4 separate regions of the Mus musculus genome follow, and regions 1, 3 and 4 are each linked to region 2. The links are chromatin contacts, called in public HiChIP or PLAC-seq maps. All regions are on one chromosome and are shown on one strand. Each heading gives the region's core, a stretch centred on a gene start, on an enhancer-like site or on the middle of the called end of the contact. The rest is flanking DNA. Distances are from core to core; before and after follow the strand shown.

Evidence for each region. HiChIP or PLAC-seq counts read pairs in DNA pulled down with a chosen protein or histone mark.
Region 1: a contact with region 2 is called in an H3K4me3 HiChIP or PLAC-seq map of bone marrow-derived macrophages, with 2.8 times the contacts expected there. The contact joins the enhancer-like site here to the promoter of Rnf213 in region 2. A contact is called at or near these places in 9 of 39 promoter capture datasets (the 3T3-L1 cell line, cranial neural crest, frontonasal cranial neural crest and 5 more) and 10 of 115 datasets of contacts at active chromatin or transcription factors (SST interneurons, astrocytes, bone marrow-derived macrophages and 7 more).
Region 3: a contact with region 2 is called in an H3K4me3 HiChIP or PLAC-seq map of bone marrow-derived macrophages, with 2.3 times the contacts expected there. The contact joins the enhancer-like site here to the promoter of Rnf213 in region 2. A contact is called at or near these places in 2 of 39 promoter capture datasets (both in liver), 2 of 115 datasets of contacts at active chromatin or transcription factors (bone marrow-derived macrophages and pancreatic cancer cells) and 1 of 9 other capture datasets (adipose tissue).
Region 4: an H3K4me3 HiChIP or PLAC-seq map of embryonic forebrain shows a contact between it and region 2, with 5 times the contacts expected there. The contact joins the enhancer-like site here to the promoter of Rnf213 in region 2. A contact is called at or near these places in 15 of 39 promoter capture datasets (the 3T3-L1 cell line, the C10 cell line, the HPC-7 cell line and 10 more), 2 of 15 datasets of contacts at CTCF or cohesin (pro-B cells and stem cell-derived epiblast-like cells), 4 of 484 Hi-C or Micro-C datasets (the G1E-ER4 cell line and embryonic stem cells), 18 of 115 datasets of contacts at active chromatin or transcription factors (the SCID.adh cell line, astrocytes, bone marrow-derived dendritic cells and 11 more) and 1 of 9 other capture datasets (embryonic stem cells).

The regions. Positions count from the first base shown.
Region 1 is chr11:119,862,228-119,864,927 of GRCm38.p6, reverse strand. The region is part of intron 20 of Rptor (regulatory associated protein of MTOR, complex 1); the gene reads right to left. Among named protein-coding and RNA genes, the nearest start is that of Rptoros, 29 kb to the right of the region's middle. Within about 2 kb of position 1,422, at least 167 of the 459 cell types and tissues checked have an H3K27ac peak or open chromatin away from gene starts, as enhancers often do. A contact at or near this core is called in SST interneurons, bone marrow-derived macrophages and pancreatic cancer cells, where this site is marked.
Region 2 is chr11:119,388,842-119,391,583 of GRCm38.p6, reverse strand. Rnf213 (ring finger protein 213) reads right to left here and starts at 1,485. Exons shown (of 68, transcript NM_001040005.3): 1 at 1,458-1,485. Mir1932 (microRNA 1932) reads right to left here and starts at 1,112; the gene lies at 1,023-1,112.
Region 3 is chr11:119,806,283-119,808,982 of GRCm38.p6, reverse strand. All of the region lies in intron 9 of Rptor (regulatory associated protein of MTOR, complex 1), which reads right to left. Among named protein-coding and RNA genes, the nearest start is that of Rptoros, 27 kb to the left of the region's middle. Within about 2 kb of position 1,387, at least 67 of the 459 cell types and tissues checked have an H3K27ac peak or open chromatin away from gene starts, as enhancers often do. A contact at or near this core is called in adipose tissue, bone marrow-derived macrophages and pancreatic cancer cells, where this site is marked.
Region 4 is chr11:119,893,486-119,896,270 of GRCm38.p6, reverse strand. Rptor (regulatory associated protein of MTOR, complex 1) reads right to left here. Exons shown (of 34, transcript NM_028898.3): 30 at 1,888-2,015; 31 at 1,266-1,352; 32 at 252-368. Among named protein-coding and RNA genes, the nearest start is that of Chmp6, 19 kb to the left of the region's middle. Within about 2 kb of position 1,385, at least 51 of the 459 cell types and tissues checked have an H3K27ac peak or open chromatin away from gene starts, as enhancers often do. A contact at or near this core is called in embryonic forebrain, embryonic stem cells and pro-B cells, where this site is marked.

The DNA of each region.
Region 1 (2,700 bases), core at 173-2,672, 470 kb before region 2:
TCATCTTTTGATGACAGGGCTTTCTAAAGGAAAATGGCTAAAAAATGGTCTGCACTCGGATAACTTTGTTGTTTAGAGAATACCACCTAGTTTCCCACGCATATCTCCTCCCTCGTTCTAGGTTCCTAGATGACAGCATGGCCAGATGTACAGTTTATGTGGGATGCACAGCTGTGGCCACTGCCCTCTCTACATGTACTTTGTTACTTGTTGAGCTCTGCTTGTCCACTCTCTAATGACTGCTGACTTGCGTGCTCATCTATAGATGGGAAGTGAATCCAACTTCCCTTCCATTAATCCTGGGCTGTGTAGGGCAAAGCCTGAGCCATGGCAGCTATGTATACCCACTCACTAAGAGGGTGCCGAGGTCAAGTGGGCTGCACCTCAGCTCCTGAATACAGAGCTTCTCTTTTGAGCTGAGTAAGGCATTTCTGCCTGTCACTGAGGGGCTAAGTCTTAAGACAGGAATTTAAAAAATAATTATTTAATTTAAAAAAATGGTGTGTGTGTATGTGGTGTGTGTGTGTGGTATGTATGGTGTGTGTGTGGTATGTGTGGTGTGTGTGTGTGAAGGTCTGTATGAGCACCATGTGCATGTAAGAACCGAGTGAAGTCAAAGGAGGATCCCTGGACCTGGAGTTATGCATCAGAGGTGCTGAGAACGGAACCCACATCTCCCGCAAGAGCACTGAGAGCTCCTAACCATTACGCCATGTGTCCAGCTGAGACAGGCATCTCTATAAGGCGACAACACAGGACTGCAAAGACTCGATGTCAGTAGTTCTAAGCCTCCAGTGAGCCCAGGAAGCAGTAAGTAGGAAGGCACATGTGCCAGGAGACCTAGGCCTGTGATAAGCCTGGATGTGGTGGAGGAATGTAGCTTGGGTTGCACAGTGGCAGGAAAATCCAAAGAAAGCAGCCTTCTCACTCCGTGCTCTCTCATGTGGCTACAACTCAGAAGTAGAGGACTGACATTTCAACTTAAAACTCTACAGTTCCAAACACTGGGCTAGATTTACAAGTAAAGTCTAAGAAAACTAGTACAATCAGCTTAGAATCTCTCTGGGTGAAATGTCCTCAGATCCGATTTCCAGCTCTGAGGTATGGAGTTGCTAAGCAGCAGCTGAGGAGAGGAGAAGGAGGTGGCTTCCAGTGTACTCTAGAGACAGGGCCACATGTTCTGCTTTCAGTTTCCCCTGAGAGACAGGGAACTGGCCACTCAGATGGAGTTGGCAGCGCCTCTCTAAGCGACAGCAAGTGCTCACACAGCTACCTCTGGTACTCTCAGGCATCCTCCTGGGGAGTGACACGCTGCTTCCTGCAAAGCTCAGTTGCCACGTGGCACCAAGCTGTAAGGGATCTATCTCGAAGCTTCTGGTGAACCGTGTTACTCAGATGTCGGACGGACTGACGTCACAGACTGGGGAGGGGCTGGTGCGTGACTAATGAGGGCTCAGGCCCTCCCTCCCTCCCTCAGCTTACTGACCAAACTCAGCAGACACTGAACAGAGTAGGTAGTCACAGGTGGAGTCCTAAAGCCCCTGTGGCCTCATGGGCTGGGGTGGCAGATACAGAATAAAGAACTCTGGGGAGTCCTTTAGAATCAGGAACCCCACAGAACACTGCCAGAAAAGTCTAACAATGTGCAGGACATGGAGAAAGGGAGACACTTGTAAATATTACTGTGTAGTTTAAAGCCTATTTCAATGACTGGGCTGACTGTGGATGTTGAGCTCTGTGTGACACCGTAGCAGAGAACACAACTCTAAGCTTTACCACCCTCTGACTGGGATGGGAGGCACAGTTGTTTTAGTGGAAAGGGAAGCTGTGGTTACAAATTACCTCTTGATTTCACATCAGCCCTGATTTGCCAGGAGTGATTCTCCCTGGCTCCTTGCCAAATCAACTGCCCTGTCTTAACATCTCCAAAATACAACCTGCCACCCTCACACACGGATCAGGGCCCATGGGACTGAGGTAAGGACACTGGGTTCTGCCTCAAAGCAGAGGCAGGAACTGGGCCTGGCCGGCAACTTGCTACTTGCTAAGCTCTAGAAGGGCTAAGGATCTATTTTCATGTCTAGACTAGAAGTAATAAAAGACCGTGATGTTCTAGGATTGATTTTCAGAGCAGTGGCCACAGCTTTCTGAATAGCATGTGGTGAAGTGCAGTCTCTCAGAGCTCTGCAGCTGTTTCTGAACCTCAGAGCCTTATTGGGAAAGGACTGTATAGACACGAGGCTGCGAGTCCTCATCTAGGGCTTGAAGAGCTGGCAGAGTGAGGTCAGGTCCTCTGATGATCTGGAAATGGCCAAGACTTCTGCCAGTCTTTAGAAACACAGGTCCCAGGGCTGGGGGAGTGGTGGCAGTGGCTGGCGGTGGTGGGTGGTGGTGGCTGCGTGTGTATGTGGCCATTGTATTTGTTCTTCCTTGTGCGCCTGTCATGGTGCTTCAGAGTAAATCTAGTTATACCTTCCCTTCTGAGTCTAAGCTGTCGGCCTAATGTATAGAACCTTTGGGGGGTGTTATACTGACCCACTGCTCTGGCCTCCTATCTCCAGTGACCCTGGAACATCTGCATGGTCTTTGTAGTTGACCCTCAGCATCCTCGTATGACCCACTAAGCTTTGGTCACCACAGCAGGGACTGTGTGTGATAGGTGAGCACTCCCCCACTGAGCTACATTCCTAGCATTAACTC
Region 2 (2,742 bases), core at 236-2,735:
AGCTACAGGAAAGGGCAGAGGCTGAGAACTGGGGTCACAGGCTTCATGAAGGTTGGGAGCTAGACAAGGTGGTGGCATTGAACAAGTGCTTTCTCAGGTAAAAGTGTGGTCTGCCTCAGCCCTCTGTCCTCTCTTGAGAGATGTAAATTTCTTTTAAGAAAGCTCTGCTTTTCGTGGGTAGTGGTGGTGCATGCCTTTAATCTGGGGAGGCCGAGCAGGACAGATCTGTGAGTTCGAGGCCAGCCTGGTCTACAGAGTGAGTTCCACGTCAGGCAGGGGCTATAAAGAAACCGGGTCTTGAAGGCCAAAAAAACAAACAAACAAACAACAATAACAAAAACAAAATGGGGGGGCGGAGGAGGAGAAAGAAAGTTCTGCTTCTCAAACCATGAGTCTCACAGAACAAACTGAAACACACCACGGGGTGGCAGGTTATCTCCTACTACAATTTTCGGTTGGTGTGCCCAAAGCCAACACCACCTAAGTCAGTTCTCTAGTGCTGCTCAGGAAACTGAGAAGCCTGGACTAGAGGCAGCCTTGCACAAGTAAGCGGCCAGCGGCACCGCCTCTCCTTTCCACCAGCTAGAGGACCCTTCCCGTGCCTCCCCCCCTGGAAACTGCGAAGCCCGGACTAGAGGCAGCCTTGCACAAGTGAGCGGCCAGCGGCACCGCCTCTCCTTTCCACCAGCTAGAGGACCCTTCCCGTGCCTCCCCTCCACCCCCCGCCCGGGCTAGACTAAGAAAAAAGCAGATGGGTTTGGGCTAGCCCATTGCGAGCGAGCGCACCTCTCGCTGCAGCTTCGGGGACAGGGGAGGCTCCCGGCTTTGACCTAGGTAAGATCAGCGCCCTGGGCACAGACGCCTGGCACGAAAAAGTTCTGGCTTCAGTTGGTGAGGGCAGACATCTGGCTCGCAAAAGTTCTGCTGCAGTTGGTGAGAGCAGATTCCGGGGCGGAGCCTGGGACCGCTTTACGCGAGGACACGGGGTTGTGTAGGTTGGGGGTCCCCGACCTTCCTGGGTGTTGCTGGGGAGCAGGGCCGACCTAGCGCTGTCCGCAACCCGAGAGTTAATGGGGTCGGAGACTCAGGGCCAGGCTGGACCGGCTGCCTGCAGTGAAACCGAAACTTGGAACATGAAGGAAGTGGCCGCTGGGCGCCGGCGCATCAGGACGCAGGCACCATTCAGGGACTGTGACCACAGGGGCCATGAGCCGCCGGCCCACTCTTCCCTAGCAGGACCGGCACCCAATGAAACAGCATCCAGAGCTCCGCATGTCGCCCCGTGGACCCTTGGCCCGAAACACCCGCGCCCTGCCCAACGGGACCTTGCACCCCGGTCCCTGCGCGTCCCTGAGACCCACATCCCGCACCCTAGGCCTCGCGTCACTGCCCCTGGACTTGCATCCCGCTCCTAGCCCAGCACCAGATCCTGGAACCCCGAAGCCCCTCGCTCGCACCTGCAGTGCCCATGCGCCCGCGCGGACTGGCGCGCTTCGATGAGGGGTCACGGGGCCGGCGCCGCCCCTCCGCCTCCTTGGCGCACAGCCTTGCTGGAATTCCCCGCCTGGTGGCGCCGGCCTAGCTCGCTTGTCCAGAGCGACTACAGCCGCTGCGTGCCCACGGCCTTCGAAATCTCACTGGCTCTTGCACCAGGGTTGCACATTCTCCCCCAACCAGGACGGACCGCCCTGAATGGGTGACCATTGATAGGTTCAAACCTCTAGCCCCAGACATCCAGCACCTTGGACAGTATCCAGGATTTAGCCAAGCTGAAGCCACCCACAGAAGGACCTGGAGGACAGCAAGAGTGTTCACCTACAGGTTGCGTGCATGCAAAGTAGAGTGATGGCAAAGAAGTGATGGCAACCCATCACATCGAAGTCCACCAAAAGCCGCTAGCAGTAGTCATTGCTAGTGGACGGCCACACTGTGTGCTTGCACTTTCTCATCTGTGAGTCTCAGTCATGTCCTTTGCCCCCAAAGCTTTTTAACTAAGTATTAGCAAGTGTGGGGAGACCAAGCACTCAAATATCTTGAGCCTATGGGAGCCATTCTTGTTTAAAGTACCACAGTATCTGAGGATGGCCCTGGACTTCTGATCCTCCTACCTGTGTCTTTTTGTTTGGTTGGTTGGTTGGTTTGGGTTTGATTTGGTTTGGTTTTTTGAGACAGGGTTTCTCTGGCTGTCCTGGAACTCACTTTGTAGACCAGGCTGGCCTCGAACTCAGAAATCTGCCTACCTCTGCCTCCCGAGTGCTGGGATTAAGGGTGTGCGCCACCACGCCCGACTTCCTGCCTGTGTTTTAAGGGCTGGGGCTACATGTGCATACCACCATGGCTGGTCTTATGTTGGAATGGAACCCAGGGCTTCTGGATGCTCAGCAAGCACTGTACCAACTGATCTCGGTTCCCAAACCTCCATGCAGCTCTCTCAAAGTCTTCCTCCTATGCACCTCGGGGCCAGACCCTCATCTTCCCAGATTTTTAAAGTTTTTTTTTTAATTGCACTTATTTATGTTGTTGTATTAGAGCCACAGCATGCAAGTGGAGCTCCAAAGACAGTCTTCTGGAACCGCCTGTGGCTTAGTTTGTTCCTTATGGTCATTCTTTACACTTAATGGGTTCCCTCCCTCCTCTGGGGGTGGTGGGGTTGAGTGAGAATGGCTTCCATGGGCTGATATGTCCAAATACTTGGTCCCCTGTTGATTGAACTGTTTGGGAAGAAGTAGGAGGTGTGGCCTT
Region 3 (2,700 bases), core at 138-2,637, 420 kb before region 2:
ATTATTGCAATTAAACTCTATAAAGATGTTTTGAATTTAATCAAATTTAAAGTTTAAATTTCAGGAGTTAGAAGGGTAGAAATGAGGGGAATTGGAGATGGGAAGTGGGAAGTGTATCCGGCAGCTGGCTGACTCGACCAGCTGGAGCCCAGCATGACCACTTTTGGGCCTAAGCAGAGAAGAGATGTGCACACATCCAGCACTCAGCAGCCATGCTGCCGCGCCATTGCAATCTTGAGGCAAACACATTCCAACCTACACACATTTGACCCTGTTTGGCATGATGGCCTCTGCTGAGCTGTGGCCCCACCTAGGTCCCACATCTGGGAGAGCTGAAGCCACCACACAGTTCCTTCATCAGTAAGTCGGCTCCAGGGTTTTCACTTGTGTGAAAGGCTTGGTAGACACTGTTGAAATGAGCAAGCCAGCAAAGGGGCTGCGGCTTAGGGCGAAGGGACAGTACAGAGTAGCTGTGAGGGATACAGAGAAGCAGCAGCCTCTTCAAGAAACCAAAGAGAAGAAAACCTGATCAAGAACATCCAAGGCCACTGGCAGACAAGCTCTAAGAATTCCTGGAACAGGGGCGCCTCAGTCCTGGGCCAGCTCCCTGGGCTGAGGTGGAATGGAGAGAGGCATTTCCACAAGGCAGAGCATGCTGGGCACCCTGGGCACCCTCTCTGGGCCAGACCACATGACTTCAGCATTTCCCATCAAACTGTAAAATTATATAATCATCTCATCCTTAGCACAACTGTCCTCTGATGAACAGAAGCAGCAGTTGAGTAAAGCTGGCTGCATTTTCTCAGCTAAAATTCAACCAATCTTGCAGTCTTAATTTGGGATTCTTAGCTACGGACAAGAGGAAAAGCAGTTTATAAACCCAGTGATAACATCGGTGCAGTACGCCACACCCAGGTACACCATCTCTCTCTATGGCACCAGGGCGCTCACATCAGGTCTCTGTGTGTCACAGAGGAGGAACAGAGGTTGGGAAGAGTAAAGAGAGTGGCTGGACGGAAATGATGGGGGCAGGCTGGAGGGTACAGGATGGGGCCAGCCTGATCTGAACTGGACTCCCTCCCTAAACAGCAAGGCGTGGGGGACTTTCAAAGCTGCTGGTTGAGTCACCACCAGGAAGAGCCTGGGTTTTCAGGAAACTGGCTTAGGATGGCAATCACCCAGGCAGTGGGCTGGAGGAAAGCCTTCTGAGCTGGCGTGGGCTCCATCTGCATTGATCAATCACAGCAAAAAGCACAGGTTATTACCACAGAGAAATGCAGGGTTTCAGGACCCCTGAAATTGAGAGTGAAGGAGAACGACTCCCTGATGGCTTTGTATCAAAAATTAAACAGGAACTGTGCTCTGAGTATTTCATCATCGCCTCCCCACCCCCGGCAGGCAGAGTGCACAGCCACATTGTTGTGCTTCAGCCTCCGTTCTTGTTAGGCTTTGTCCCCTCCCCCACTAGAAATGCAGCCTCTCCATCACCACCCAAGGATATAATAACCAGATTTTAAATTATTTATTCCAAAGGCTCTTTTCTGCCTACCTTTCCTGTGAGTTCCCCGGGGATGTGTGTACAGCCATCTATTTACAAGGGAGCAGAAGCCCTGAGCACTATGGGAAGAGTTTCATCACTTGGGGTGGCAGATGGCAGAAAGAAGAACCCACCAGTCATACTTCAGAGGTGAGGCCCAGCTAAGGCCTGGCAAGAAGCTCAACTCAGCAGTGGCTTGGTCCTCAGGTATAGCTACGGAGTTATAGAGGTGACTGTGGCTCCCCATCTCTTTCTTTCTCCCTCCCTCCTTCAAGGGTCAGCATTTCTGTTAGGTCAGGCTAGTGAGGACAGGACTACATGCCTTGGTGTCAAAGGGGCAGAAGCAGTGATGAGCCTGTCCCACAGGGCCTCCCATGCCCTGAGATGTGGCCCTGGCAGCTGGGGAGATCTATGGAGATGGTGGATCTATAGGACAAGAAGGCTTACAAACCATCTGGCCTGTGCTATAGCATGAAACCACAGGAGAAAGGCCAGTGTGTAAAGCTGCGTGTGGGATTCTGGGCGCTTGGACACACAACTCATTCCAGAGGAAGGCAGATAGAGCATGATCCCACCAACCATGTGGGGTGGGTCTCACAAAGGTGCTCAGGGGCACAAATGCTAGATCTACAGAGTAAAAGCACTTATGCCAGAGACCAATGTCTTTTTCTTCTGTGGGCATAAGTATTCTGTGAATGACTCATAACGGAAACAAAGATCACCGTCAAGACCGAATGGCTTCCTTCTGTCTGTTCTACCCGGGACCGTGACTGTCTGGCCTGGCTTCTCACTCTGTTTAGTCTAAGCAAAGAAAGCTAAGCACAAGGAAAACTTGTCCCTTGGGGAAGGTGCTTGTGCCTCAAGACCTTCCATGTCCATCTCTAGCTTGGGTGGGATGACCGTGTCATACAACCCCCACCACAATGGTGTCATGCTAGTATAAGGTTTTCTAGTCTTCCAGAAGGTTCTCTCATGCTTAGTCCACTAGACTCATTCACAGTTCAGATTCTAGGGAGAGTACTTGGTGAGAGCTATGTTGGAATGTGGACAGCTCAGTTTAGCATACAGGAAGATTCTGGAACAAGACTCACAACCAGATGCCTCAAGTAGCAGTGTTTCTTAGTAACAAATGCTGAGAAACCATCCCAGCTACACAGGCTGGG
Region 4 (2,785 bases), core at 136-2,635, 500 kb before region 2:
GGCTGCGCATCTGTTACTGTCAGGAAGAACCAGGCCTGTCCCCAGAGATGCCAGGGGGCAGGTCTTTGTTCTCAAAGCTGGATAAGGCAGGGGAGACATCTTTTGTTTTTATTTCATGGTAGTACAGTTACACCCTCTAAACTGTTCTTTCAAAGGTCCTGTGGAGGACAGAGACAAAGGCTGTACACTCTGAAAGGGCCTTCTGCTTAGAAACAGGGGGCTGCATGGAGGGAGGCAGGCAGGGTACCTACCAGGCGATCAGGTTTGCCTGGGGGTGGATGTCCAGGGCTGTCAGCCCCTTCACAATCTGCATTACATTCACAGACTCGGGCATCCGAGGGTCGAAGAAGCGCACATCTCCATTGACACTGTGAGAAAGGACCAGGGTGATGCTTGCTGGTGGCAACCTTAGGGATACTATCTGGAGCCCTGAGGGGGAGGAACCTGGCTCTGAAGGATGGCATAACTGGCCATGAGAAGTTTCAATGCCCACTTGCACATGCTGGTAAGGCCAAAGCCATGTAGACTCCCAGGACCCCTCCAAGTCAGGTGGAGCACAGATCCCCACGTCGAACCACCCCACTGGTCTTGGCAGCCAGGGTTCCCATCAAGCTGCCCCTCTCAAGCCAGAAAAGGCTAGGATTGACTAAAGGGAGATAGCATGCTCACACAAAGGGGGACACAGCAGGGTCAGAGAAGAGATTACAAGAAAGGCCAGGAACAGAGTTGTCAGAGGCAGAAGATGGCTGAGGGATCCCTCGCCTGTGCTTATAGCCTTCTGCTTCAATGTCCACTCCAAGAATTATGCTTTGCTTTATGCCACAGACAAGGGGGGAAGGAAATCTCTCTGAAGAAGTGGTGGCTTTGTGACAGTGAATTATGCTTTGCTGTCTCTTTAACAGCAGATAAAGATCCACTGCTCTCAGCACAGTATTTACTGAGCAGTGGGCCCGAGTTTACGTGCACAGGCTGGCTGGCACTGAGGTGACTTGCTAGGGAGGTGCCACCCACCTGGTGCATTCTGCTTTGCTGCTCCTGTGAGGGACACGCCTATCTGTGCATCTCCTCCTTCAGCCCAGCCTACCTGCCACCTCCACCCCGACTCTTGCTCTGCCCTCTGACCTTTCAGGCCAGTCACGGAGTTACTGTCAGTTACTGCCCTGAAATGCCAACAGTCCCTAGCTATTTAAACACCAAGAACATATTTAAATGGAGGGAGAATAATGTTTTCACAGCAAATGTCTCATGCATATTTTGCTCCTTACCTCACACTCACGATGTGGCCCTCAGGGTGCTTCTGCAGGTAGGCCTTTACCACCCACGCTGTGTGCTCTCGGTAAGTCATGACCCGGCTAAGGAGGAAGGTGTGGTCAGGACTGGCCCAGCCCAGTTCCTCTCCCCAACTGCTCTGCAGGAGGGAACTGCAGGTAGGGCTAGGAGGAGTGGGCTGAACTGGAGCTGGCAGCCCTGCCCTTGGGCGGAGCCTCAAGAGGACACCCAGAAGGAGGAGGGGCTAGCGAGGCTGTCCTAGGCCACCCCCTCATTTCTCTCTCCTCTGTTTACCCAGTTAGGGTCTTGAAGCCTGGGTGCCATTTTGAGATGAGGAAGACCTGGTCCTGCCTTAGTCAGCAGTTTAGTGAGGTCACTGTTTCTGTCTGTGGGGTCAACTTGAAGCAGCCAGACAGTGAAAGGTGAAGGTTGACCCCACTGAGCCTTCTCTCTAGCCCTGGGTGCCATCTTCTTGTCTGGTATCAGAGGTCCACTGTGCACTGCCGAAGACACTTCATGCTCACTGAGCAATCTGGACTTATTACTGGCAGTGGGGTGGCCTCTGCCATCTGGAAGGAGCTTGAATAGTGCTAAGGAGAGGGGAGATGTGACAGTTACCATTCACTGAGTGCCATCCTCCTGTCGTAGACACGGATCGAGCCATCACCCAGGCCAGCCACAATGAGCGAACGGTGCGAATCACAAGACAGACTTGTCACACAGCTGTCAGCACCCGTGGGGATGTCCTAAGCCCAAAGAGAGAGCAGTGAGGAGCCTCGAGCTGGCTGCAGGGTGTTCTGTGGAGATATCCTCTTCTCTCTCAGGCTGAGAAACTGGTCTCCACCTGCAAGGCTCTCACAGGCCAGAGGAACTGGGCCAAGGGTAGTGCAGGGTTCACAGGGCGTCAATCATGCCCTGATCTGCGATCTGCGTGAGAGTCTGCCCTGAGCCTGGCCTACCAGGCAGGTGGAGCAGAGCCTGTGAGCCTGGGCCTGGGCACAGCCTGGAAGGCAACTGTGGGGATGCCTGGTGCTCAGTGCCAATTAATCTTCCCAGCAATCTCTCCCTTTCCTGAAAAGAAAGGCGAAGCACATTTTGGCAGGGAGGGAGCCTCGTTAGCTCTCTCCTCAAGCCCCTAATTAGCCAGGGAAGAGCTGAGGGAAGGCTTCTCTGCTCCCCACGGTGGCCATAAATACTGCAGAAGGGCAGGGGGTGATGAATGGCAGCAAGAAGGAATGGGAGCTGGAAATGGGCCTCAGAGGGAAAAATGCCTTCTAATCAGATGGGGTGAGCCTGAGAGGAACCCGCGGGCTGGGGAGGGCTGTGAGTCGGGGAGGTTGTGACGGAGCCCCACTCCTGCCTTTGCAGCTGACGTGATGACACCCAAGGAGGCCCTGTACCTGCAGGAGCCCCACAGGGTCCCTGGCAGCACCCTTAGGAGTAGGAACAATCAGGCTCTCTCTCCCCACAGGGACAGGGACCCTGACAGCCAGGGCTTAACTGTTTGGTGGTAGTG